3 separate regions of the Sus scrofa genome follow, and regions 1 and 2 are each linked to region 3. A link is a contact called in public Hi-C and HiChIP or PLAC-seq data. All regions are on one chromosome and are shown on one strand. The core of a region is the stretch at or near the end of the contact, and the rest is flanking DNA. Distances in the headings are between cores, read along the strand shown.

What was found. A called contact is a pair of places that touch in the nucleus more often than the background predicts. HiChIP or PLAC-seq counts read pairs in DNA pulled down with a chosen protein or histone mark.
Region 1: a contact with region 3 is called in an H3K27ac HiChIP or PLAC-seq map of alveolar macrophages. The contact joins the promoter of SAP30L here to the enhancer-like site in region 3. A contact is called at or near these places in 2 of 5 promoter capture datasets (fetal liver and liver), 19 of 47 Hi-C or Micro-C datasets (adipose tissue, alveolar macrophages, brain and 11 more) and 2 of 2 datasets of contacts at active chromatin or transcription factors (alveolar macrophages and skeletal muscle).
Region 2: a contact with region 3 is called in a Hi-C map of adipose tissue, with 2.9 times the contacts expected there. The contact joins two enhancer-like sites. A contact is called at or near these places in 16 of 47 Hi-C or Micro-C datasets (adipose tissue, alveolar macrophages, embryonic fibroblasts and 8 more) and 2 of 2 datasets of contacts at active chromatin or transcription factors (alveolar macrophages and skeletal muscle).

The regions. Positions count from the first base shown.
Region 1 is chr16:68,708,552-68,711,251 of Sscrofa11.1, reverse strand. It overlaps SAP30L (histone deacetylase complex subunit SAP30L), which reads left to right and starts at 1,300. Exons shown (of 5, transcript XR_308560.3): 1 at 1,300-1,712.
Region 2 is chr16:68,734,646-68,737,502 of Sscrofa11.1, reverse strand. It overlaps GALNT10 (polypeptide N-acetylgalactosaminyltransferase 10), which reads left to right. Exons shown (of 13, transcript XM_021076946.1): 10 at 1,959-2,180. Among named protein-coding and RNA genes, the nearest start is that of SAP30L, 26 kb to the right of the region's middle. Within about 2 kb of position 1,567, at least 8 of the 83 cell types and tissues checked have an H3K27ac peak or open chromatin away from gene starts, as enhancers often do. A contact at or near this core is called in adipose tissue and subcutaneous adipose tissue, where this site is marked.
Region 3 is chr16:68,565,071-68,568,091 of Sscrofa11.1, reverse strand. No RefSeq gene overlaps it. Among named protein-coding and RNA genes, the nearest start is that of HAND1, 110 kb to the left of the region's middle. Within about 2 kb of position 1,416, at least 28 of the 83 cell types and tissues checked have an H3K27ac peak or open chromatin away from gene starts, as enhancers often do. A contact at or near this core is called in adipose tissue, alveolar macrophages, omental adipose tissue and 2 more, where this site is marked.

The DNA.
Region 1 (2,700 bases), core at 51-2,550, 140 kb before region 3:
TAGGAGCTACAGTTTACAGAGCTCCAGGGAGGGCCCAAAATACAGCAAGCACTTCCTCTCGCCGAGATTGGCCCATCCTTTCTGCATTTTCCTCCGCAGCTCCTCCTCTTACCGCGGTTCGCCTAGTCCACCCTCTAGACCTTATCTCGACTTCCGATTCTTCCCAGCGGAAGGGTCACCACAGCCCCTCGGGTTCCTTTCCCCCTCTCCTCTTTCCGAGCAGACCCAGCCAGTCCCTGTCTCCGCAGTGGGAGAGGGTCCGCCACCCACAAGCTTCTGACTATCTTTCAAGACCCGCCATCAGACACCCACCCACCTTCACCTCTTCCGCACGTCTTTCCTTGTATCTGCTCCGATTGTCCCCCTGTCTTTCCCGCCATGGCTGTCCTCTGTCCTGTTTCACGCACCCTAACTCCTGCCGCTCTGCAGGTCCTCAGGCCCTGGTCCTTCCGTTTTGCCCAGTCTGTCCCTCTCATGACAGTACCTCTCTTCCCTCTAGGTCCCCCCTCACATGCCCTCCGTGTATATGTCCCTCCGTGCCCCCGCCCACGTCTGTACTCTGTCCGCTCCCGAAGTGATCCTCTGTTTCCAGAGTCGGGCCCTCGGTCCAACCGGGACCCTGCTCACCATCCTCCCCGAGCCCGAAGAGTCTACGGCCCGGTTCCCCTCCCTCACCCGGGGAACTCTTCCCTTTTCCACTTTCTCTACTTTGAACCCATCCCAGCAGAGTCCAGGAAGTAGCCAGGCGCCGGGGACTGGCGGTGATGGCGCCCAATGGGACGCGCCAGCGGCGGCGGTGGCCCCGCCCAGATAGAGAAAGCCACCAATGGGCGTGCGGCGGCGGGACTTCCGCTGTCCCGCGGAGGGCGGGGGGAGCGAACTGTTGTGGTGCGGAGCGTTGGGCGGGCGGCGGCCAGGCGGCCCAGGGGCTGCCGCGGGACTCGGGGCGCAGCCGAGCTGCTGCAGGGGTGGGGCGGGCTCGACGCTCCGCGGGGCCCGGGCGCCGCGGGTTCGAGGCCGGGCCCCGCGCGGGGAGGCCGCGCCACCCCGGGAGAGCTGCCCAGTGGCGAGTTTGCCCAGCAGCCGAAAGAAGGCGGGAGCCGGCGGGGGCCCTCGGAACCCCCTGGCAGCCCCGGCCCGGGGTCCCCGGGGAGCGGCTTCTTCCTGGGACGTTCTCTCGGACGTCCTCGCCGAAGGGTAACGGTTCAGGGCCCCCGGCAGAAGGCGCCTCCGGGTGACTCCCGGCGGGGCCCTGCGAGCCGCGGGAGCCGACCCCGGCGCCGCGAGCGGAGAGGAAGGGGCTCGGCGGAGACGCGGGGCCGGGCACCGAAGGACCCGGAGCGCGTCGGAGCGGAGCGGGGCCTCCCTGGCGCGGGGCAGGGCAGCGCCTCGCCTGGAGACGGACTCTGGGACCCTCGAGAGCGGGGGCCTCGGCGACCTGCCCCGCGGGGAGCGCGGCCGCGGAGTGGCCTGCGGGGGACCCTCCCCCAGAGGGGCCGGCCCGGGGCGGGGAAATGAACGGCTTTAGCACGGAGGAGGACAGCCGCGAAGGGCCCCCCGCCGCCCCCGCCGCCGCCCCGGGCTACGGCCAGAGCTGCTGCCTCATCGAGGACGGCGAGCGCTGCGTCCGGCCCGCGGGCAACGCCTCCTTCAGCAAGAGGGTCCAGAAGAGCATCTCGCAGAAGAAACTCAAGCTGGACATCGACAAGAGCGTGAGTCCACCCCCGCCTGGGCCCCCGCGCCGGGCCGCTCTCCGGCCGCTGCCCGGGGCTGCGGGCGGGACTCGGGAGCCCTCCCCGCCCTGGGCCTCGCCGCCCTTTATCTGCACGCTGAGGAGTTGGACTCCGGCTTGCAGAGGCCGCTCGAGCTCTAACTGGGGCTCTGCCCAAATCCGGGAGGTTGGTGGCGGGAGGCTCGGAGGACCCTTCCCGCCCGAGAGGATCTGACACCAGTTTTTAGCTCGTTTATTTGGTTTAGATATGGGAGCAGGAAGAGGTGGCTTCATTTCGTTGGCCCCTGAAGGAGCAGGTATGAGGGAGGGGTGATGAAGGGAGCCGGCTCTCCTCCAACTTCTCCCTTCTTCCCGGATCCCTGTGATTCCTTCCAAAACGGAAAGGTGGCAGTTCCTTCCCTGTATGCGGCGGCCTCGGTTGCCGCAGAGGGTCACCAGGCTCGCCGCTCCGCAGGCTGCGGTGGAGAAATGGGATTTTCAAGGATGTGGCAGCACTAAGGCCGAGACCTGCTCTTGGGAGGTGGCTCTGGCAGTCGAAGTGACTGCAAGGAAGAAAATCCATGTTTATAGGGTTCACTTCTTTAGAAATGCCGGGGAGGGTGGGGTGGGTAATTTAAATTTGAATAGAAAACTTTTCCTGTGTGATTCCTCCACTTCACCAGTTAACTATTCTAAAGATGTGCCTATTGTCAACCAATTGAGAACTTTTTAGTTTGACATCTGTTGCTGCAAGTCTTCTGTGTCTGCCTGGTGATTAGGAATTGGAAATGAGTTGGAGGGGTATTTAATATTCGGGTTAGACCAGCTAAGTGCTTCACATCCATTCTCTTCTAGAACCAAAGTGTCTTCGCTCTTGGGGGGATCAGAGATTGTTCCTTAAACTGAAAGCACCCTCACTTGTCCACCTCTGATTTGAAACTGAAACTGAGGCTCAGAGATAGGAAGTGATGGTGCCAAAGTCACACAGC
Region 2 (2,857 bases), core at 318-2,817, 170 kb before region 3:
CATTTAAATATCAGGTAGAATATTATTTGATTTAATCCTTTACAAATAAACCTGGTGAATTTCAGCACTTTTCCTTGGCCATCGGGCCATCCTTGCCTGTGGCTGGTGAGGAAACCATAATGGTTGGTCCTTCCTGGTCCCTTGGGCTTGAACAAATCAGACAGTGAGCCAGAGGACCTGGGTGGCAGACTGGGAAAAGGAGAGTGTTGAGATGTGCCAGCCCATTTAGGCCTTCAGCTTCCTCTGGGCACAGTTGTAAATTAAATCCAGCCTCTGCCATGCAGGGGCCTGGCAGGGATAGCACTGTTCCTGAACTGGTTTCTTACCCACTGTTGACCTCCTCTGCAGCGTCAAGGAGATCTCACAGCTTCCTAGTCCCAAGCTCAGAGGCAGCAGAAGTGAGGAGTGAGAGGGTTCTAGCTTTGGTACCAGGGCCTCCCTCCTGTGGGCCTCCTTCCTCAGGAGTCCACAAACTGTGTTGGTGGGGTGCATGAACTAAGAATGGTTTTTACATTTTTAAATAGCTGAGGGGGGAAGAAACTCAAGAGTGATATTTTGGGACAGAAAATCACATTTTGGCGTCCATAAAGTTTGACTGGAACACAGCCACACCCACTCACTTACGTAGTGTCTAGGACTGCTTTGTAGCTACATCAGAGCTGAGACCACATGGTCTGCAACATCTAAAATATTTACTGCCTGGCCCTTTATGGAAAATGTTTGTCAACCGCAGCCTTACCTTCTGCCTCTAGAGCCGTCATTTACACTGAGGTGTGAGTAACTGGTAATAGCCTCAAGGGCTAACTCGCTTTTACCCTCCAGGAGGAATTTTGGGTTGCAGTAAGGAAAAAAATATGAGAAAGCCTAGAAAATTAAATGGGGGGGTGGTTAGAGGAGATGTTTGGGAGCAGAGGATCTCACCTGAACCTGAGGTTGTGCTCTTCCAAGTAAGAGGTTCTCAGCAGGTGGGATCTATGCTGTAAACGGAGCGGGAAATTTTCACCACGGTTACACAGAAGTTTCCCTCTCTTCCCAAGTCTACTCACAAACAAGATGTTTCCTCACCTGCTGCTGCCTCTACTTGCCAATAATGTGGTTGTCATTTTTTATTGACTATCTTTGTGCTTCATAATAAAAGCAGCAACCTTCACACGTCAAAGGTTTGTTAAAAATTCCAGCTGCTGAGGGAATTCTACCTTCCCGTTGCAAAATATAATTCGTTTTTACCAGGCAACTTGGGCAGCACTCTTAGTTGAATAGGACAAAACCCAGCTCAAATTGGGTCAAGCAGAAAGGAAATTTGCTGACTCATGTAAATGGACAGCCCTGAGGGAGTTCTGGCTTCAGACATGGCTGGATGCGGAAACTGAAAGAAGAAACGCGTTCCTGGCTCTAACCTTCAGCTCTGCTTCTTTCTGGCTTGACATCAACCTTGGATAGGCTCTCCGTGAGGCCCAGCAGCTCCGCTTGGCACCTTATCCAGCCGTTCTTTCCCCTGGTTATGGAAACAAAAATTCCAAGACCATTAATGCCTCTTTATTCTGATTGGCTTGGCTTAGGTCACATGCTCACTGCTGACCAATCCCTGCGTCCCGGGCTGTCTATTCCCGTTAGCCAGGCTGGGTCAGATGCCTTTCCCCCAGACCTGTGAGATAAAGATGAGGCAGGGGTTGGTCCCTGAAGGAAAATCGGAGGGAGGTGATTTCTAGAAAAAAGAGGGGATGCCAGATGGTCAAGAAAACTCACAGCAGTGTATATTATTCAGACGTAAGTTGTCGAGTCCTTAAAAGATGCATAAATAATAAATATAGAAGGCTTAAATTAAGCACAGTGGGGCTAGGGTCTTTGATGCAACGTAAAATAAAAAAGGTTGTCCTCAACCTCCGGGACCCTTTGCACCTTCTGCCTTCCTCGGCCCGTCAGAGTGCCTTACCCTTGTACCTGCCTGGTGCTTGCAGAACCTGAAGCGAGTGGCGGAGGTGTGGATGGACGAGTACGCAGAACACATCTACCAGCGCCGGCCCGAGTACCGCCACCTCTCCGCTGGCGACGTGGCCGCCCAGAAGAAGCTTCGTAGCTCCCTTAACTGCAAGAGTTTCAAGTGGTTTATGACCAAGATCGCCTGGGACCTGCCCAAATTCTACCCGCCGGTGGAGCCCCCCGCCGCAGCCTGGGGCGAGGTGAGTTTGGAGGGCAGGGCCAGCCCGATAACTGGGGCCCGGTGCCAAATGCGTGCGCGCGCGGAGCCCTGGTCCAAGGCTCCAGGAAAGAAATGCCGGTAGAGGTATAAAATATAAAACTTTTTCCTTTCTTTCGGTGATCTGTCTTAGCCTTGTTGTGGTGTTTGCTGTTGTTCATTCATTTTCTATTTAATGTTTAGAGACAAATCAAAAGTTTAAATTTTTTTTAATTTTTTAATTTTGTTTTTACCACTGTGCAGCATGGGGACCAAGGTACACTTACATGTATACATTTTTTTTTCCTTCCTTTGCTCTGTTGCAGTGTAAGTATCTAGACATAGTTCTCAGTGCTACACAGCAGGATCTCATTGTAAATCCATTCAAAGAGCAATAGTTTGCATCCGATAACCCCACGCTCCGATCTCTCCCACTCCCTCCCTATCCCCCTGGGCAGCCACAAGTCTATTCTCCAAGTCCATGATTTTCTTTTCTGTGGAAATGTTCATTTGTGCTGGATATTAGATTCCAGTTATAAGTGATATCATATGGTATTTGTCTTTGTCTTTCTGACTTCTCTCAGTATGAGAGTCTCTAGTTCCATCCATGTTGCTGTAAATGGCATTATTTTGTTCTTTTTGATGGCTGAGTAGTATTTCATTGTGTATATATACCACATC
Region 3 (3,021 bases), core at 167-2,666:
AAGACCCAGGAAGAAGAGGCTGGGCCTGGCTTCAGACCCCCTGGTGCTCCTCCCAGGATCCTGTCCCCTCCTGTCACAGATGCACTTCTCTCATGGCATCGAGACAATCTCATAGCCTGCCTCCAACCCACTCCCAGCAAGACCTGGGACCACTCTCAAGCCCTGGTTCCCCCACCTGCACCTGAGCCTCTGAACTGGGCTTCACACACAAAGCTGAGTGACTGTAGGTAAGTTACACAGAAGGAATCTCTGATCCCCAGTTTCCTCATCTGTAAAAAAGGGACAGGAAACTAGATAACAGGAGGGTTAAACAAGTTAATGCAAGAAGGGCCCCGGCACAGCGTCTGACATACAGCAAGAGCCTGTTGAAGGTATCTCTCATTTGCTCTTTTCCGGAGCCCAAAGCCCCCAGGCCTGCGAGTCGCCGGCCTAGCCCTGGCCTCTAACGCCACCTACTGGCCTAATAGCAGAATGACGCACACTGCAGTCCCGGAGTGGAGGGCAGTGGAGCAAGTCCCAGATCTGCCCTGACTCCCCGCGCTCGTTACGCGGGACGGGCCTCTCCCCTCATCCGTTAAAAGGGGATGGTGCTGTCCATTGGCCCCCACATCAGCTTAGTTTGGGGCCTTCAGAGAGTCTTAGGGGGTAGGGGGAAGAGTGCTTTCCCTGGGGAACTGGCTCAGCCTGAGCTCAGAAAGCAAACTCCCAAAGCGGACATGGGTGCTATGCGAGACGGTCACAGGTCACACTCCATCCCTCGTGGAGGCGTTGTTTCAGGGCGAGTCGCAGGACCCAGTCCTCTGGGGTTTAAGACTTTAAGATGCGGTCAAGGCTCAGCCTCTCCTCTCCCCAAGGCAAGATCCACAGCTGCTTGTCCGGACTCGTGGGACAGCAGTTGCTCCAAAACCTATCACAGGCGCATGCACACATACACACACCCACGCACACACGCGCGCACAATCTCCTAGATCCAGACACCCGTACCCAAGTTGAAGTTTTTTCCCTGCCTTGATTTGTTTTCCATTCCTCCACACAAAATTCCCCCTCCCCGTTGTGTCAGCTCCAGCAAGGAGGTCAAGGTCCTCAACTGTTTTGTCACCCTGTCCCCCGGGCATCCCACATGGCACTGGCAGCTAGAACACTTGTAGAGTTCTTAAGTAGAACTACAGTCACGACACAGACGCGTCCGATCCCACAATCACACTCTCCGAGCGCGCGCACAAGGTCGCGATGATTTACCCTCCCGCACGATCCGAGGCGCCCCTCACGCTGCACGCGCGGTCACAGAACTAGGCGAGCCCGCGACCCATCAAGTGTGTACACACACGCGCGCGCACGCATGTGCACGCCCGCTGCGCGCAGCTAGCGCGTCTGGTTTCCACCCTAGCCTCTCGGCTTCGCTCCTCCCTCTCCTCCGCCTGCGGTTCTCAAAGCGCCACCTCCCCCAATGGGCCTTCCGGGGAGTGAGTTGCGAGAGGCCCGAGTGAGTGACAAACCAGGGCTAGGAGTTTACCAACACGCGGATTGTAAATTTCCCCTCAATGAATCCCACCTCACCCCACCCCCCACACACACCCAACCTGCCTTCTCGCTGGAGCGGGAGTTTTCCCCACCCGCTGCTCACCCTCGCCCGTTCTCCTCAAACTCATCCACGCAGCTCAAAAGGGACCAAGCATCTAGCTGCCATACAGGTCCCACAGGGCCACCGCAACTTAGACCGCCCCTGTTTGAGCCCTCCTGGCTCAGCTCCGACCCCGTGGGTCCAGTGGCCTGGACCACTTGGCCAGTGACTTGACTTTTCTTGGTCTCAGGGACTTCCTCCTTTCCTCGGTGAAATGTGACTGATAATAGTACTTCCCACTGGAATAGGTGAGAATCCAAGAGACATAGGAGTTCCTGTCGTGGTGCAGCGGAAACAAATCTGACTAGGAACCACGAGGTTGTGGATTCAGTCCCTGGCCTCGCTCAGTGGGTTAAGGATCTGGCATGCGGCTCCGATCTGGCGTTGCTGTGGCTGTGGCATAGGCCGGTGACTACAGCTAGGATTCAATCCCTAGCCTGGGAACCTCCATATGCTGCAAGTGAGGCCCTAAAAAAAAGACAAAAAAAAAAAAAGAATGCACTAAGCCCAGTACCAGCATACCTGGCACCAGTAAAAGACTCAAATAGGAAATTATTTTTTAATATGATTATTTTTTAGGATGCTATGGAGACAAAATAGCTGCACTGGACAGGGCTCCCTGGAGCCTCTTCCTAGATCCCCAGAGGTCTCAGACCTCCAGGTTAAGAACGCCCAACTCTATTCCAGCCCTGAATTCCAGACGCTTTTCTCCTGATGGCTCATAGGCTTGGAAGAAAGGCTGCAAGGGAGGGAGGAAAAGAAGGAAAGAGGGGAGGGAGGATGGACAGCGCCATTGAGGTGTAATTCACAAGCTCTTTTAAAGTGTATAATTCTGTGTGTTTTAGTGTATTCAGAGAGTTGTGCAACCATCACCACTATCTAATTCTAGAATAATTTTATCACTCCAGTGTACCCATTTCACTGAATACCTCCCAGCCCCTGGCAACCACCAATGTGCTTTCTGTCTTTGTGGATTTGCCTGTTTCTGACATTGTGTAGGCATGCGGCTGTACAGTAAATGATCTTTGGCATCACTTACTTCACTGACTTCTTTCATTTATCATGTTTTCAAGGTTCCCCCATTGTTGTAGCTTGGATCGGTATAAATTTCTTTTTATTGCTGAGTACTATTCCCTTGTATGGCTGTACCACATAATATTTATCCATGGAGTTCCCGTCATGGCGCAGTGGTTAATGAATCTGACTAGGAACCATGAGGTTTCGGGTTCAATCCCTGCCCTTGCTCAGTGGGTTAACGATCCGGCCTTGCCATGAGCTGTGGTGTAGGTTGCAGATGCGGCTCGGATCCCGCGTTGCTGTGGCCCTGGTGTAGGTCAGTGGCTACAGCTCCGATTCGACCCCTAGCCTGGGAACCTCCATATGCCGTGGGAGCGGCCCTA